2 separate regions of the Gossypium hirsutum genome follow, and region 1 is linked to region 2. Evidence: chromatin contacts called from public Hi-C data. All regions are on one chromosome and are shown on one strand. Each heading gives the region's core, a stretch centred on a gene start, on an enhancer-like site or on the middle of the called end of the contact. The rest is flanking DNA. Distances are from core to core; before and after follow the strand shown.

Evidence for each region. Hi-C and Micro-C count contacts between places; a contact is called where the count stands out from the background.
Region 1: a contact with region 2 is called in a Hi-C map of hypocotyl, with 5 times the contacts expected there. The contact joins the promoter of LOC107919389 here to the promoter of LOC107920230 in region 2. A contact is called at or near these places in 11 of 34 Hi-C or Micro-C datasets (callus, hypocotyl, leaf and 1 more).

Annotation. Positions count from the first base shown.
Region 1 is chrD13:9,885,830-9,888,529 of Gossypium_hirsutum_v2.1, forward strand. LOC107919389 (protein MAINTENANCE OF MERISTEMS-like) reads left to right here and starts at 1,396. Exons shown (of 3, transcript XM_016848861.1): 1 at 1,396-1,970; 2 at 2,126-2,207; 3 at 2,398-2,490. The coding sequence starts at 1,396. The coding sequence ends at 2,490.
Region 2 is chrD13:9,749,319-9,752,018 of Gossypium_hirsutum_v2.1, forward strand. LOC107920230 reads right to left here and starts at 1,288. Exons shown (of 3, transcript XM_016849824.2): 1 at 599-1,288. The coding sequence starts at 868.

The sequences.
Region 1 (2,700 bases), core at 146-2,645, 140 kb after region 2:
TTGAGCCTGACAGGTAGGTGCGAATGGTCTACCCGCGCAGTCCCCCCTCCTACAGCATTTGCTGTTGCATGCCCCCTACCCTGCTGCCCCCTCCACCCGCACAGTACCCCTCCTGCAGCATCTATTGATGCATGCATGCCCCGCTCCCTCGCTCCATCTCCTAGCAACTGTTGTTGCATCATGCTGCTGTTGTGTCTAATCCCTTCAATGGGAAAAAGTTGCAAATGGGGGACCTTATAAGCATGGTCCCCCAAACCCCATCCACGGGAAAAGAGAAAGAAAAGAGAGAAAGGAGAAGAAAAAAAAGTAATGTATTATTTTAGTAAATAATTTTATTTATAATTTAAAGAATTTAATTAAGATATTGTAATTTTTTTTGTTATTAATTATTAATTATAAATTATTTATATTTAGTGTTTATAGTTTTGGATTAATATTTTGTATGAATGTAGTTTTTTTTGTTTTTTATAATTATTTTAAAATCAATTTGTTAGTAATTTAGGGTTATGTTATAAATTTTTGTGTTTGTAATTATTTTAAAATTAATTTATTAGTAATTTAGGATTAAGTTATAAATTGTTGTGTTTAGTTTAGTATTTGGTGAGTTTAACATATAAGTTTATAAAAAAATTAAAAATTATTTCATTTTGAAAATGAATTTGGGCAAATGATGTTTAAGCTCATTTAATTTTTTTAAGCTGTTAAGTATTGGTATGTTAATAGTTGCTGTTAACTCATTTAATTTTTTTATATCAACTTGGATATCAATTTGTCCAAGTTTAATCATAACGGACTCTTTTCATAAATTTATGTACTTTAAAATTATTTTTATAAAAAAATGATTGTAGAAATATTGAAGAATATAAATTAATTATTAATATATCAATACTTAACAGCAACTTAAAAAAATTTAAAAAAATTGATAATAATACATTAATAGTATCAATTAAAAGCGTTCCCCAAAACTCATAATTAAGATTCTTATTTTGAGAAATGGGAGTAGAGTTTTAGCTGTGTGAAAAAATATGGGATATGGATATCTTTATCTACAATAACAAGTAGGATATGAATCTTCGAATTCCATTTAATGCACTTTTAGGTAGTTTTGGCCGTGTTTTGTTTCTGAAATTTGAAATAATTTATTGTATTTTTTGAAACAAATTAAATGAATTCATTTTTTTAATTACAGATTTGCAGCAAATGGGTTCTTTGATTAATAATAATAATCACATATCAAGTACTATTAATGAGATAGTAATAAAATTTTTATTTGATACTCATGTTATTTGCTGAATTAAATTATATTGTATTAACTATTTTGCTAATTTAATAATGTCAAGGTCCGTACCGCATATTGAGGGGCCGTGTTAATAGTGTAGAGTTTCTACCAGATGAATGCCTAATACCAAACTTAGAGTTAGTTGGTTCAGATTAGAGACATTGATCCGGACTTTTGATCTACGATACGACTTGATTTCCGCTTTAGTCCAGCGATGGCGTTCGGAGACCCACACATTTGATTTTCCGTGCAGGGAGTGTACCGTCACTCTAGAAGATGTTGCACTACAGCTCGGGCTTCCCATTGACGGGAATGATGTCACGGGCGTAAGTTCAATCTCTAGGCCGGCTACCCCTTATTATGAATTACTTAGACCCTCGCCAAGTGAGGGGAAATTTACCAATTTGAGATTTTCATGGCTAAAGGCCAATTTTGAGTATTTTCCAAGTACTGCCAATGAACGGGAGGTGATGCAGGCCGTTCGAGCTTATATTATGCACCTTATAGGTGGTGTACTCATGCCAGATGCAAACGGCAATACGGTCCACTTGATGTACTTACCTCTATTATCCAATTTGCATAACACCCGTTCATATAGTTGGGGGTCCGTAGTTTTAGCCATGCTGTATCGAGAACTTTTTCGGATGACAGATCCTTCTGCGATGGACATAGGCGAATGCCTCATACTGCTGTAGTCGTGGGCACTTTACCGGATGCCATTCTTGGCATCCATTAGTCATCAGTCATATACATTTCCACTCGTTAATAGGTGATGAATTCTTACTCGTTATAAGGATTAGTTGACTTTTTTTCAGATTATATTGTTCTAATAATTTGTTTTCGTAGATGGAGTACTAATTCGAGTATCGAGAGGTCATACACGATTCCGATATACCGTCTGATGATTGATAATCATGCTAGAGAGGGGGTAACTTTTTCCAATATAAACTTAGTTTTATTATTTTATCTCACTCGACCCGCGTTAATATAACAATGTTATTAACTTGCAGTTCATTTAGATATCGTGTTCTGTTCCAAAAATTATGGCGATTATTCCCTCATCTGCCCACGTCCACTCAAACTTATGGTGCATTAGCGCATCCGTTATCAATTTTCAGGTAGTGGTGGTATCATGGCAATCGAGTACTCCGGTAATTCGGCTGCATACAGTATATCCTGACATTGCCAGTACAATTGGGGGAGATCCATGAGATGAGTAGGAGGGGGAGGTATGGAAATGATTGGGGAGAAGTGCATGAAGAATATATTACAATGTGGAACCACCAATTGGGGAGGGTACCTTAGATGGATCTTGCTTTGGATCTGTAGCTCTCGTTAGAGTATATACAGTGGTACTGTGAGATAGGGAAACCATTTTTGTTTAGTGGGCGGTCGATGGTAGTCCCTCCACATACGGCACG
Region 2 (2,700 bases), core at 38-2,537:
GCTAGTCATGCCAGTTTTTAACAAAAAAAATTTTAACAAAAAAATCAATTTATTCTTTAATCTAATGTATAGAAACTAATTTATTTAATTTTTTAGTAAAAAAGACAAAATACAATTGTACTACTCCATGATAGTTTTTTTTTTATTTTTCGAATTTCTTCGGGTATTCGAAAAGATGAGGGAGGAAGATAAAAGAAGAAGAGCACAAACTTTATGATAAAAGTGTAGTAACGAAATGGATTAGTTTTGATGCAACAATGCAGTGTGCATAATGATCAAAGTGATGCACCAAATTAGCTATAATTACAGACAGAACAAAAGAAGAGTCACAATCATGCTGCCAAGCCCACTCATTAACTCTGCTAAACAGCAAAAATAAAACATCAAATTGCAAGAAACACATATAGAGATAGAAAGAGAGTGAAAGGTAACCATTTCTAATATTAAAGTTTTCATGTATAATCCTTTTCTATTATTCTGGATCACTCATTCCATTTTGTTTCCACATACCAAGAAAATCTTATGGCAAATTTCGAATACTTGAATTCAACCGAAAAAAAAAAGGGGGAAAGTTTAGAGAGAGAGAGAGAGAGCTTACTTTGGGAGAAGGGCAATTAAGCTTGGCATTGAAAATATTGTGAGACTCAAGGTCATTAGGGGTTGTTGAGGTATCGGAAGTTGGCCTGAGGAACCTCTCGAAGATAGCCATAACAAGGAACATTGATATGAGAATTGCAGTAGCTACAAACCCAAACGACACCGCATTCACCGAGTTGTCGAAACGTCTCCAATGCTCTTCCCTCTCTAAACTCAATGGATCCACTGTGGCCGTAGGTGGCACCGTTTCCCAGAAATATTCACCACCCATTAACCCAAAAACACACCAACCAACCTTGTTGTATAAGGAGCAGAATCAAGCAAAAACACTTGTAAACATGATCAGAGAGCCATCCTATTCCCATGTATGCATGTAGAATGATAGTATCCTATCCTCCATTAATAATAACATGCCTTAACAAAAAAAAAAAAACACCACTTCAAGTTTGAGGCACTGGAAACTTCTTTCTCTCAAGGTTTCGCCTTTACTTATATATATATATAATATGCACCAACACTTTGAATGTTCTTTGCCCTTCAAGCCTTTTAAGAAGAGAGGATGGATGAACAGGGTATTACCGCCGGTTGAAAATGAGAGAGCTTTTTTGGGTTGTCTGAAAAATAGACCTTTTATTGCTTCTTCTTACTCACCTCTTGGCTCTTACAATTCAATCTTTGCATTCTCCTATATATATATAAAATATAGATATAGTTACTGTTGTTCAAAATTTTTTTAAATAAAATCATTATTACTATTAATGCAGCATTTACTCCAAATATGATGCTACGAAAAGTTGTCACTATACAAGAACCACTATCATTACCGGAGTTCAGATTTTTTTTTTTTTTGACTGACATAAATTTAGAATCTTTACTTAAATCTAAGGTTTTAGTACATATTTTTGTCTTAATTATTGGAAATTTTCGTATTAAAAATTTTCAGACCGGGTAGTTCTTAGCAAGATAGATACGCATCTACGGTTCATTAATTACAAAATTAGTTCTGGATTAACTTTTTTGGGCAGCATTGTTGCGTTTGAACTTAGGAATACAATGTTGAATATCAACTCCAATGTATTTTGTTAGTGTTTATTGTTGTGTAAAGTTTAGCTTTGGTCAACCTAAATGAAGTGACACAATTGAAAGTTGAGGATGCAAGTGGCACACTAAGAAAAATGGAATAAAATTCGGTAAAGCAATGGTTTGCATTGAAGACGATGGTTGAAGAGGACATGCTGGAGCACATCCAGAATGTCAAAACTCTCAAAGAAACATGAGATACATTGGCAAGTTTGTTCTCCAAGAGAAATGACACAAAGCTTCAACTCTTCGAGGGCAAATTATTGTCGATGGCACAACGTGACATGACAATCTCGTAGTATTTCCACAAGGTGAATTCGTTATGCTGAGAGATTGGTGATTTGGATCCACAAGCTCTGATTGGGGACACTAGGGTGAAGAGGATAATCATACATGGTCTGAGACTAGAGTTCAGAGGCTTTGTTGCTATAGTACAAGGATAACAAACCCAACCATCACTTGTTGAGTTTGAGAATTTGCTTGCTGGTCATGAAGCGTTAGCAAAGAATATGGGAGGAGCAAACAGTTTATGCCAACAAGAGAAGTTGGAATTTCAAACAGCAATGTAGATCGAAAAGAAACAAGGACAAGGTAGAGAGTTTACGAGATAAAGGGAGTTCTCATACAAGAGGAGACTGTAAGCTGGTTGGTTATTATGATGTTGATTATATGGGTGATCATGATACCCAACACTCAACGACTGGGTATGTGTTTTTGTTTGGGTCAGAAGCAGTTTCTTGATGCAATAAAAGTCAGTCAACTGTTTCTTTGTCAACAACAAAAGTTAAATATCGAGCTGTAACGATGGTAGCTCGAGAAAGTACTTGGCTCATGCAAGTGTTACGGGATTTGCATTAACCAATAGAGTGTGCTACTCCTCTGTTCTTTGATAACGTGTCATCAATGCGTTTGGTGGAGAACCTAGTTTTCCATATAAGAACTAAACATGTGGAGGTTCATTATCACTTCATCAATGAGAAAGTGCTGCAAGAAGAGATTAAGTTGCAACATGTTAAGATGGAA